2 separate regions of the Muntiacus reevesi genome follow, and region 2 is linked to region 1. A link is a contact called in public Hi-C data. All regions are on one chromosome and are shown on one strand. The core of a region is the stretch at or near the end of the contact, and the rest is flanking DNA. Distances in the headings are between cores, read along the strand shown. Region 1 holds the start of SWT1 (SWT1 RNA endoribonuclease homolog). Region 2 holds the start of TPR (translocated promoter region, nuclear basket protein).

Evidence for each region. A called contact is a pair of places that touch in the nucleus more often than the background predicts.
Region 2: a contact with region 1 is called in a Hi-C map of blood, with 3 times the contacts expected there. The contact joins the promoter of TPR here to the promoter of SWT1 in region 1. A contact is called at or near these places in 2 of 3 Hi-C or Micro-C datasets (blood and muscle).

The regions. Positions count from the first base shown.
Region 1 is chr5:111,340,989-111,347,873 of mMunRee1.1, reverse strand. SWT1 (SWT1 RNA endoribonuclease homolog) reads right to left here and starts at 1,308. Exons shown (of 18, transcript XM_065936200.1): 1 at 1,200-1,308. It overlaps TRMT1L (tRNA methyltransferase 1 like), which reads left to right and starts at 1,142. Exons shown (of 15, transcript XM_065936204.1): 1 at 1,142-1,241; 2 at 6,314-6,424.
Region 2 is chr5:112,584,183-112,590,568 of mMunRee1.1, reverse strand. It overlaps TPR (translocated promoter region, nuclear basket protein), which reads left to right and starts at 2,963. Exons shown (of 51, transcript XM_065936212.1): 1 at 2,963-3,317; 2 at 4,806-4,910. The coding sequence starts at 3,167. ODR4 (odr-4 GPCR localization factor homolog) reads right to left here and starts at 2,392. Exons shown (of 14, transcript XM_065936214.1): 1 at 2,204-2,392.

The sequences.
Region 1 (6,885 bases), core at 59-2,558:
CAGCTGGTATTAATGAAATTGACATCCTAAATCAAGCTTTCAATTAACCATCCATTCTTTCACAAATTAAAACATCACTGGTTCCCAGATGATGCATAAATATCCACTACTCATGCCTGCAAACTATAATGTTATTATCCCATTTTTAATTAACTGTTAAGACCAGTGAGGCAGTTACATATCCAAGAATACTAGTTATAAGTTGTGGATGGGGCCACTAAGAGGGCTTTAGAATCACAATTCACAAAAACGTCCATGGGATAAATTGTTTAACTGGGGAAGAGAGGAGGGGAAAACCCCTCCACATATACTTTCTAAGTACTTGGAGGGAGGACCACATTCCTGTTTTGAGTTTCGAAGTGCCACACTCGCTCTCCCCTGCGTACTGAAAACAAACAAAATAAACAGACCAAGAAGAAAACCATTAAGTATCGCCTTTATTAACTAGGAAAACCGAACGGAAAGTGCGAATACCTGAGACTAAAAGAAGATTCTCCCTTCCTGCTTCCTGTAACATTCGGACCAGTGTAGGCAGAGTAGTCAGAAAACAAGGTTTTATTCCTCTTGCCTCCCGCAGTGGGCTTGAAGGAGCGCGCCTTAAACTCAAGCAGGCTCGGAGAGTAACGAGAAGTACGGAGGCCTGCAAACTTAACAGACGCCTTGAGGAACCTGAATCGCATCAGTCAAGTGCCCTGAAGCTCCACACATTCAGGAGCTTTGGATATTAAAAGCCTAAATGTAAGCATTGTCTTCTCCCGACTCCTGGGCCCCGCAATTCACCATCACAGGAATCTTACAGCCACAGCGCGGCGCTGCTATGGGGAATACGTAGGTTAAAACTAAATTAAAAGGAAAAGAGTGTTCAGATCATGGTGTGGGTGAAGGCGCGAAACGAAGAGCAGACCCCCATCTCGAAGTCCACCTGACTGACAGGCGGCCCAGAAACCGCGGACTCAGGTAGAAATACACCGCACCCAACCCGGGGCGAGAGGCAGCCCGAAGGCAGAGCCGGCCAGAACCACACCCTTCACAGAGCAGGCTAAACCCCGGGTCCGCCCACAGAGTCGCCCCGCCCAGGCTCGAGAGGCCCCCGAATCCTCCGTCCGTCCCGCCGGCTGCCCTCTTTCGGTCCCGGAGTGAGGCAGGGAGAGTACCCACCGAAACGTCAACTAACCCCTCGGCTTCCCTACGTTACTTACCAGAGCCCGCGCCGGTTGCGATTTGGGACGCCCAAACCAAGGGTGAGGGACCCCGAGCGCGATGCCCGCTGGGAAATGTAGTCCTGCGCTCCGATGGCAGCTAGCGCTCGAAAGCTCTGGAGCGTTTGTTTAGCTTTGCCTTTACTTCCTCCGAGGCCTTGGGACCACCCACCGCCCCGCTCCGCCCTGGGCGGCGCAGTGCACGCTGGGTATTGTAGTTTTGGTTGGGTTCGGTGGTTGACGGCTAGAACGAAGACGCGCCGTGGAAACGGAACTCTCTGACCTCATTGGACGCCGTCCCCCACCATGCTCCTGCGCAGTCGGGGCTGGCGTCGTAACGCCTCGGGGAAAAGGAAGCGGACGGGCCCGCGAATCGCTGCCTGTGGCTTTTAATTTTTCTGCTGACTGGATTTGGTCACTGAATCTTCATCTTTTGTCTGTTGCACGCATCTCGCCCTCCCCATTTGCTTCCCCACTTCTCGGATCCGGCCCTCTGGGCTTTCACGCCAGTTCTCTCACTCCGCCGTGAGCCCCTGCTGGTCCCCGGGCGGGCCTGGCAGGGAGGCGGTAACTATGGAGAATATGGCGGAGGAGGAGCTGCTGCCCCAGGAGAAGGTGGAGGTGGCCCAGGTCCCGGTCCCGACCCCGACCCCGGACTCGGCTCGGGTCCCAGCTCCGGCCCCGGATTCGGCTCCGGTCTCGGCCTCGACCCCGGCCCCTGCCTCGGCTCCGACTCCGGCCTCGGCTCCAGTCCCAGCCCCTGCCCTGGCCCAGGCTCCGGCCCTGTCCCCGTCCCTAGCCTCTGCCCCTGATGAGGCTGAAAGCAGTAAGTGCAGGGAGGCCCAGATCTTTCTGCCGCAGGAGAAGCAAGAAAATGCTCCTTGCTGGGGAGTAGGGGAGGCCATTCTTCACTGGGATGGTTTTTAAGGGGGAGAAGGCAGTTTTACCGAGATGGGGGGAGGAACGAGAGACCCGTATAGCGGTAAAAACGGGTACAGGGTGGGGGACGGCATCATCTCCACAAACCTCGGGGATCTCACAGGGAAGGATCTGTGGAGGCCAGTGGTGCTGCAGGTGGAAGGAAATAATGGGATCGTGAACGTCTTCGTTAAAGGGGGGGCTATTTCTGTTACAGAAATTAGAAGTTACACCTCATTTGGTAGTTTCCCTCTCAGCCCCGTCTGCCATATTTCCCTGTGCCCTTTAAAATATGATAGAGTAACCGAGTTTACTGTAGTAGATGCTAACTGCCAAGATTTAGAAACCGTTGCTGTCAGTTAGGTTTTATGTCTCGAAATAGACACGAGATGGGGTTTTTCTCATTTTTTCTTTAGCAGCTTGCCTCCAAAAAGAATTTGAGGCTGACGAGTAGTTTTAAGATAGTGACTAAATTATAGATGTTTTCCCTCAGACGTAAATACCCGTCGAGTTTTGTACGTTTCTCCAAGTCGGCTGTCGAAAATTAATAGCCTGTATTAACTGTGCTTGCATGTTTTATAAGTGATGGTTTATTGGACCATAAAGGAATTTAAAAGATTGATAAGTAACACTTTATTAAGAATAGTCTGAACATTTTTAAACGTAAGCTCTAAGAAACTTTTCTTTAGAAATTTTGTCCCCAAATTGACCTTTATGCTTTTTCTGAATCATAAAAACAACAAAAAATCTTAATATGTTGTCTTTCCTACTGCTAAGCCAGTTTTGAGGTTAATGTTTAAAAAACATTTGGATAGTTATAATCTAATAGAATTACTTCTGTAATTTTTAAACAACATACAGATTGCTATAGTAAAGAGTAGGATGGTCACAGAAAAGACAAAGGTCAGAATGCCTCTTGTAGGCCTCTCCTCATCACAGGAGATCAAAGCTAGTAAGTGCTAAGTAAGGCCAGTTGTTTCTTCTGCATCTGCAATGGGGGAAGAACAGGTACACTCCAGAGTAAGGTATCCTCCTTAACTCACCTCTAGATGTGGTCTTTTTATGTTAATCGGATGTGATTGAGCAGCTTTAGGTGATTTATGCTTTCTCCACCTCCCTGCCATCATGAATACGTTAAACATAGTTTGGGAAGATTTATTCATATATTCCAAAATTTATGAGTATTTAATTTGAAGAATGTGTGATGTTTGAAAAACCTGAAAATGCATTTCTGGAACAAATAGTGATTAAGAAATTGGAAATGCATTAGAAACGTATTAATCACATTTTAAAAATTATTTTTAGATGGTCTAGTTAGCCCTTTGAAGTCAGTCTCATATAGGCAAGATGAAGATGGCATATCTGAAGTAGAATTGAAAATTGAGGAAGAAAAAGAAGTTTTAAAAGAACCGCCTAGCATCTTGGAATCATCTGATTTAATAAGAGGTTTGCCTATTGACTTCTAGATTACTAGTGTGTTACAAAAAGATTGAGTGATTTTAAGTACAGATTGATATCTCCTGTCTTGAACCAGAAAGTGACTTTAGAGATGTACATAGGCATTTTTATGAATCTCTTGGACAGATCTTTAGAGTTTTCTTCAGTAGTGGACTACAGGATTTTCAGTTTTCTATCTTACCGGGCCCCTTTTACTTACTCTGTACTATTAGTAGTTAGAATGATTGCAATAAACACATTGTTAGTAGTACCATGTATTTTGTTTCACACACACAGATCTTTGAAGTATGGAAGCCAATGATTTCAAATTAAATAGGTTGGTGTGTACATACAGACTCATTGCCTGAATCTTACTGTCTGACCCAGTAATTAAAGATTTTTGATCAAATGGGAAAACAGTTTATCTGTTTATAGAAGCTGTCTCATTGTAAGTCATTTGAATAATACCTGATATAAGAAATTAACCAATAGCATTTGTTGCTGTTTGTGTTTCTCATTTTGGAATTAGGTAAAAATATTTTTTAACACATTTTAACAGGAATGGCTGATAAGGGCTGAATTGAATTCCAAAATTTTGACTCCGTGTGCTACTGCACCCAAAGAGACTGGTGATTTTTTTTTTAATTTAATTTAAAACTAGTGCCTGCTGTGTGCAAGTTACTGCAGTAGGCATTTAGCCATTACAGAGATGAATAAAGATGTAGCCCTTGACTTCTTACTGCTTATTTGTAGATGAGACAAACAAGAATGTAGATTGTATAGCAGGGAAAGCAACTGGGAGTGAGGCTTGGAGAGGAATAGGCAGGAAGACAGCAGCGTGGAGAAATTACATAATCCAATTATGTAATATTAAAGAGTCCTGTGGTTTATCCCATTGACTCCTAACTCACTGAAGATCTTTTCCTATCAGTTACCATCTCTTGAGTCTTATATATTCAGAATTCTATTTTGTTAACATTTCTTTCCACAGGGCTACAATATTCAGGTCTCTCTATCCTTAAAAAGAAAGAAGCAAGTTAAAATCCCATCTCTTTTTTTTTAATACTAGCAGACTTCTTGAAAATAATCTGTGCTGATTTTCTATACTTCATTTCTCTTTCCAGTTCTATTTGTACTCTAAAAACACCTCATTGAACCTTCTTAAAGGTCACTAGAAACTTACTAAATACTAAATCCAGTAGTCTTTTCTTGATCTCTACAACTATTTGTGATATGTACTGTTAAGCACTACTCTTTTACAGTCCCTTCTTTCCTGGCTTCTGCATTATCTTGATTCTCCATACCATTTTTTCTTTTTGAAGCTACCCTCTTGATTCCTTTTCCTCAACGTCTCCTATACATATATTCATCCCTCCATACCTCACTTCAAAATTGTATCCATTTTTGTTAATCAGTAGTGGGTTAAGCAGCATTGGGGAATGCATCCCACATACTACTAATCAAGAATATGTTAAATATATTTTGGAATGATTTGTTAATTTATTCCAAAATTTACAAATACGTAATTTGAAGAATAGTGTAATATTTGAATAACCTGAAAATGTGTTATTGGGACTGAGTTTTGGCTTTTTTATCCTCGGTTTCAAAACATTTCCCCCTAGGCTTTCTTACTGATGCTCTTAGTTTCACCTAACATGCATATTTATGAGTTACATCTATTCAGAATCCCTCCTGACCTTCCACTACGATTCAGCTGCCTACTGGACTTGAGTACCTAATTCCAGTAGTAATCAAACACACTGTAAAAAACTAAATTCCCATTATGTTTCCTCTTCCTTTCTGCCAAAACTGTTTTCTGCTTCTTTTTATTTGTTAATAGTGCTTGTATCAAAATCTAAATTTTTCTTTAATCTTCACCCTTTCACATCCCAAGTCCTCTGCTGCTTTTTTTACCGTCTATTTTCTAGTACCTTTCCATTACTAATTTCTCACCTAAATTATTGATTGTTGGTACTACAACTAGAGATTCTGAAATGCGTTTAAATCATATCATTTATTTACTCAAAAACCTGAAAAGACTTTTAACATTACCTAAAGAGTGTAGTCCAAACTAACTTAGATACAATTTATGCCTCCCATGATCTGTACTACATTTTTGGCTTCATTATCTTTCCACCAGCCCTATCCCCCAAACGTACTACTTTCCAGCCAGGAGTGGTAGAGAAGTGGCTGTATATTTTTACACCACATGCCTGTTTATTTCAGTTATAAGGTTATTTCAGTTTATAAGGCCAAACACCAAATCTCTACTTACTGAAAATGTTTATATCTTAAGTCTTGATCAAACGCCGCTTCAGTGAAGGCTTCTTAGAGGCACTTGTTGGAATGAGTTATTCCTTCCTCTGTATACCCACATCATATTTACCTTTACCCCTAAGTGTTCATTCATCTTGCCTTGTGTTACCGTTAGTAGTTAATGTGTTTATCTCTCATCCGATTGAAAGTTCTCTGAAAACAGGAAACCTGGCTTCAGTGTTTTATACAGACTAGAAACATTTTCTGTAAAACTTTATTGAATAATAAAATAAAATTTGAAAGCTTTGAGGTTATACAGTGGCAAATCTTTGACTTCTGAGACACACTCGTCATTTTATAAACTGAGTTTTCTGCCTAGGTACTAAGGCACTGTGCTATAGGAAATGAAAGTGTAAAATTCTGTGTGATGTGATAAAATGAAACTGAAGATGGAATACATATTGTTAAAGCATAATTTTCTAACTCTTAAACTTTCCTTTCAGAGAGACACATCTCAATTCAAAGGCAGCTTGCTGATTTAGAGAAGTTAGCTTTCGTAACTGAAGGGGATTGTGACTCTGCCAATTCACTGAACTCAGATAATCTTGATGCAGGTATTTCTGTCTTTGGAGGGTTTCTGGTTTTTTTGTTTTTTTGGTCAGTTTCTAATGATTTGTCATCTTTCTACTCATGAAAATTTTGGGAAGCATGAACTTGTTTATTTCCACCAAACTAGGGCAGAAGTAATATAATGTTTTTTAACTTAGGAAATGGTACCCTTCTATATGTAAGGGCGCTGTGAGATAAGTTATTTCACAGCCCCTCAAGGAAATTACAGTCTCATGGATATATAAGGGCTTTGTTAGGAATTAACGTTTTACTGTGAGTAACAGAAATCCAAAAAATCGTATGGAGGCTTTTATTCTCTCATAAGAAAGAAATCTCAAGACTGGCAAAGTAGAGCTGGTACAGAGTTTCAGGATGTTGTTAGTGCCCTGAGTTCCTGTCATTCTACTTTACCATACTTGGTGCTTGGATTCCATCCTCAAGATCTCCTCATGGTTTTTTGAAGTAG
Region 2 (6,386 bases), core at 1,714-4,213, 1.2 Mb before region 1:
AGAACACTGGAGTGGGTTGCCATTTCCTTCTCCAATGCGTGAAAGTGAAGTCATTCAGTCGTGTCCGACTCTTAGCAATCCCATGGACGGCAGCCTACCAGATTCCTCCATCCATGGCATTTTCCAGGCAAGAGTACTGGAGTGGGGTGCCAGACCTACTATGTGCTAAAAACTGTACTAACGTGGGATGGCACAAAGATGAGTAATACTTGGTCTCTGTCCTTGAGTGACTCAGAATACAACTAGAATGATGGAAGTAAACAAAAGCAAAGTAATAATAACAAAAACATGCAGAGCTTTCACTCGTCTAAGGCATAGTTCTAAGTATTTAACATATGGTAACATTTAATATTCACACACACACACATGTACACAGGAAAAAAAAAAGACATGATTCCAAAAACCTAACAAGAGCCATAGAGACTCTGAAGAAACACAGTAGCAACATTCTGAATATAGGTAACAGTCATTACCTGCAAAGAAATTCCAATCTTATTCGAGGCAACAAAGCCCAGGCAATTCTAGATGTGCTGGGGTGTCTTATCTAACACCAGTAAAATAAACTGCCAGTCACAATGATTTTGCATTATTCTAAAAGTAAACCCCAGAGAATTGGTTCTGGTTTGAAATGGCCTATTAGATTGTCTATTTTTTTTTTCGTCGTTTTGTCTCAAAATGCATTAAATTTCTTCCTAGCTCTCAGATTTGCACATATATATATTTGCTAAATCTAGAACAGTCTTTAGTTCTTAGACTTTAGTTCTTAATAATCATTAGTGCCTTTATAAAGTTAAGGAGCTTTTCACCTTTAGCGCCTTAAGTTATGCAACTCTGTGTATTAAAACTCTTCTACTTCTCATGCTAGTCTACTCCTTTCTTTCTGCCCTAAATAATTCTTAATTCTTACAAGAAATAACAATGGTAGTCACTCCAAGGTTATGATATGTAATTTTCTCACGTTACTTTTTCTAGTATCATATACTAGCTATGTTAATATGTAAGAAACTGAATGCAATAGGAAGATGAGAATCTTTGGGTTATGAAATCGAGTTGACTGCTGGATATTTTTTTTTCCTTTAGTGCTCCTTCAAATATTTTAAACATTGCCAATCATACTGTAATAAAGGGTAATACTAAAAATGCAGATCTTCTCTTACACAGGTCAACTTTTCCTGAAATGCTGCATATCAGCAGAAGCTTTAGAAGTTGTTCCAAAGCTGATTGAAATCACTCAACTTTCCTGGACTCTAGTTTGCTAGTCTTCAAAATAAAGAATTTGGATGATAGCAGGTCTGAAAACCTAATTTTAGAATTCTCTAAGTTCAAGTATAGGACATCGGTGTTTTCCAAATAGTAGATCAATAATGATGATATTGTGGGCCTAGGACATAATACGGGCTTCCCAGGTGGCTCAGTGATAAAGAATCTGACTGCCAAGCCAGAGACATGGGTTCCATCCCTGGGTCGGGAAGATCCCCTGCAGAAAGAAATGGCATCCCCCTTCAGTATTCTTGCCTGGAGAATCCCATGGACAGAGAAGCCTGGTGGGCTACAGTTCACTGGGTCACAAAGAGTCAGACACGACTGAGTGACTAACACACACAGAATATCTGAGGGGAAAGAAATCTGAAAGAAGCTCCTTACTGGTATTCTCAAAGGTGGGAGTACGACATTAGGAATGCCTCATTTTCAATAAAGAATTTACCAAATTCTTTTCAAGAATAATCAAACATGAAACAATTCCCAGATTCAGCTTAGAAGCCATCGAATTACAATCTGGAAACAAATTGTTCTGTTACGGTGTCAGGAGAAATGGTTCTCAAGAATGTATTTAAAAATTTCTGCTCCGATAGTTTTTCAATTTAACAATATAGACACAAGGCAACATTTTCCGCAACGTTACCTTAAAACATACAAATAAAAGCAACACTCAAACTCCTCTTGGTTTCTTCCTGGAAATAAACGGAACTCCTTACGTTTCTGTTAAATCACTGTTGCCCACCCCTACCACCCAAAACAAACAAAAACACCTAGGTAAGACAAGTCTCCAAAGGGGATCTGTGCTGTGTAGGAGTGTCCGTCCATATGCTTCTTACTGTCTCTCCTTTTCTTTTCCTCCTTGAAAAGGCAGCTGTGTCCGAGCGCACACATTACACACACACACACACACACACACACAAATTCCACCCTCAAGCTGACTCACCTGTACTCAGACTGTGCACACGTGGCAGACAAATCTGACGAACTGTCAGACCCCCTGACAGAGAAGGGGGTTAGCGTATAAGTATAAGACTCCAGGGACCAGGTGCCCCTCCAGTCCCAATTCCACAGTCAGTGAATTCATCAGAAAGCGACGGACTTCCCTCACCTCACTTCCCACTCCAAACCCAGGGTCTCTGGAGTCAGGTGGCGCGGATTGATGACGTAAGCTGACCCCCCCCCCCTCCAACTTTTACCAGAGCAGCACCTCAGCCAGCTACTGCGGTCGCCACCCCGCCCCCTTCTGGGCGCCATTGAGAGCGTGGCAGTAGCCCAGTGACTGTTGTCTGGCCCTGCCAAGACCGATGCCCTCTAGTGGCTCAGTGTCTAGAAACCGCCAAAGAGGACGACCCATGGCATCCCGAAGCTTTGACGGTGAGGTTGCCTTGCTCTTCGGGTAGGAACGTAGGTTGACGAGTACGTTGTGGCGCCACCTCGCGGAGGAGTGGTCCACGCGCAGGCGAGAGTAGGGGGCCGGGGGTGAAAGAAGGAAGTGAAATGGGTGGTGCGGCATAGGACTCACGGAAGGGATTGGAAAAAACTACGTTTCCCAGAAGCCTGCGCGGCTTGAAGCTGGGCGGAGAGGAGGGTGAGAGAAAGCTGGATAGCGGCCTGGCTGAACAGGGTCAGAGGCTGCCTCTGAACTCGGATTCCCAGGGTGCACAGCTTCCGGCGGCTGCGCGCGCATTGCGAGCGCGGGCGCTGTGGCGCGTCTAGTGCCGCGGCTAACACAGAGTTCTATTTCCCAGGGTCCCGCCGCGGGAGTCTCCGGCGGGCGGGCGCGCGCGAGCCACCGGGTGAGGAGGTCGAGGCGGCCGCCCAGGCTTCTGGGTCCTCTGGGTCTTCGCCTTTCTTTTCTGTTTCTGCCGCGTCGACCGCTGCTGCCGCGGTGCCCGGCCCAGTCGACATGGCGGCGGTGTTGCAGCAGGTCCTGGAGCGCACGGAGCTGAACAAGCTGCCTAAGTCCGTCCAGAACAAACTTGAGAAGTTCCTTGCTGACCAGCAGTCCGAGATCGACGGCCTGAAGGGACGGCACGAGAAATTTAAGGTGGAGAGCGGTAAGTGCGGCGCTCTTCCCGCCCTGCTCTCTGGGCCCGACTCCACAGCGATGGCTGGTCTCCCCTTGCAAGCTCGCTCTGCCCACAGCTTCCCTGGTGGCATCGCTTCCCCGGCTCGGTGGGCACCGTAGGCCTTCTCTCAACTACCCCCTCTCCCGGTTTGATACGAAAGAACCTTTTTGTTTTTTAACTCTGACTCTACATTGGAGTTTCGTTTTCTTTGTTATTAGAGTGGTCTCATTTAGGAAAAGCTAACGTTGTCCAGCAAACCCATTGTGGTGATTTGAGTCTCTGAGAGTGTGCAATTCTTGACTCTTCTAAGCCTGTCTGTCTGTTGCACGTTGAAGGACAGTAGTTTTTCTGTTTTCTAGTAGTCTATGTTCAGAGGCCTTTGGCTAATTGATAACTTCTTGCGTTTGTTCTGACTGTGTCGCTTTGGTGCTGTGATGAACTAAATGTGCACAAAAAACGAGTAGGTGCCTAAGACAGCCCTGGAACCACAGCAGACGTGCAGTATGTTTAATATATCTGACTTCTCTCTAAAAATTGAAGTTTGATCGAAAATATATTAAGATCTGTTTACAAATAACTGTAGTAAACCCACAAATAAGAAAGTTGCTGACATAGTGACGAACAACGTTTAAGAAAGATTACGATCATAGTAATTACCAGTGGTAAAATGTCGATACAGAATTGATGTTGAAAATTAAACCGTTTGTGTGTCTTGGTTTACCAGTTTTTTGGGGGTAGGTTGGGGTGGGGATTGTAACTGGTTTTGCTAAGTGGATTGAAACTCCTTAAGTAAGTTTTTGTTTAAAAAAAACAGAAAATAGTTGTAATTGTCGAGCAGAACTGATGTTGAAAATTATCTGAATCCCAACACTGAATATAGTACCCTGCATTCTATTTGTTAATTTGCACAATAAATATTGAATGTCTTCTATGTGACTGATACTTTGCTGAGCAGTATGTTATCAGTTGCTTCCCTTGGAAAGTTAGCAAATATTTTTACATAAATTTAGTAATTTTGTCTGTTCAGATGTTATTTTGGCTATTTTAATACAAGCCTTTTTAAAACAAAGCGGTTATTAACCAAAATGATTTTTTTTCTCCATTTAATTTTTTTGGGGGAAGGGGTTGCTTTATGCTAAGAAGTCAGTTGATGTGTGGGGGAAATACCATGATAAATAAGACATGTTGCCAGCCTTGAGGAATTTCATAATCTTGTGGAGTAAACATAAAAATTATTTGTTGAAACCGCATTCAGGCTTTATTTTCTTTTGTCATATACGTATACGTCAACTGGAAATGTTGCGTTGAAGTCCTTTACCATACATTTGTCTTTACTCAGATTCGTTCTTATATGGAGTGTGGGTTCCAATATTATGTCCTAAATCTTAAAATCAAGGTTATTAAAAATAAGTAGCAATGTTGACAGTGTACATGTGTGTGCTTGATTTTTTCTTTTTGTCCTCTAATCATCTGTAGAACAACAGTACTTTGAGATTGAGAAGAGACTGTCCCACAGTCAGGAGAGACTTGTGAATGAAACCCGAGAGTGTCAGAGCTTGCGGCTTGAGCTAGAGAAGCTCAGTAAGTATTTAATTAGGTCTTTCTATTATTCTTGGGGTATTGAGGTTGGCTACTCCTTTAGACGCTTTGAAAATATTTAATTACTGTATATGAAAATATTGATTGTTCTTAATTTATGGTAATATTAGGATTTTTTTTCACTCAGCGGTAAAGATATTGAAAGAGTACAGGGCTTGTTGGTCAGGAGGTGTGGGTTCTAGTTCTGACTGCTGTTATGTTAAAAGCTCTTTTATCATATAAATCGTGATAGTGTTTATTGTTTACAAAATGACTAGGACCGCTTGTCTGTCTACTTCCAACAGTTGTATATGTCAAATGAGGTGTGTATGAAAGTATTTTGAAAAGGCTAAAGCACTATGCAACTGAAAAACAGAGTGACTTGATTATTTTTATGTTGAAAAATTAAAGCCTATTCATTCCATTATAATATTTGTGTTTTAGCTCTCATTATAATTTTTATAAATATTTTTAAATCTAAGAATGTAATTTCCTTGAAAGCTGAGCAGCCAGTTTTCTTCATGATAAGTTTTCTGATATCACTAAGTCCTGAAAATACATAAGATCTGGAAGATGATGTGTTTTATGTGCTTTGTTTGCAGTAGAAAAAAAGCAAATGTAGGAAGATCTTATAGAGTAGGGACATCATAATATTATTAGATATAGCTGGATTTTAATTTGATTGGGAATGCAAAAAGCTAATAATCAAGAGAAAACTTGAAGCATTAGTCTTCTTAACTGAGTCCATGCCCACTGGCTGTATGAGTTGAAATTCTTTTTGGCTAATTTTGGCACATCTCATTTTTAAAATGTGACATATACATATGATGGTATGTTAGTATTTGTAATGAGAGTATAAATAGTTATTGAGTAGCTGTATATGACTCATCACCTCTACATTGTTTTATCTTGGCATGGAAAATAAAAGGTTTGTAGAGCAGTAGTGCTAAAAAATTTCAAGAAAATGACTGATCACAGCTTCCTATATGAAATCTGGGAAGGGGAGAGGGAGGAGAAGATGGGGATAAACCTAGATAGACACACTTTTTTGTTTGTTTTTGTAGTTTATTCTGAATTTGTAAGTTTAGAAGGCTGTAAATAACATTAAAACTATATTGAAAATTTAGACTAAATTAGCAGGATTTTTCTTCTTTTAACAAGCCAGTTGTTTAACTTGGAAATAGTAATAATTGTTCATTAAACCACTAGTACATAATATGTGTTTTAGTGGAAGAAAATTTCAGAAAGTGTATTCTTCCTAATTATCAACATGCATTTAAAAGAGAAACTATCAGGGGAGGCAACACATTATGGGTGGAGATCCTAGGACTGAAAATTCAGTATTAAGCATAGCTCTTCTTAGGGATATAAACCAGCTGAATTACAATTATCCATTCTTGTGATGTATTCTGTACACACTTTATATGGGTTTAAATATTATTTGGTCTCTTGATTTTTGTCTTTTTTGTACTTAATTTT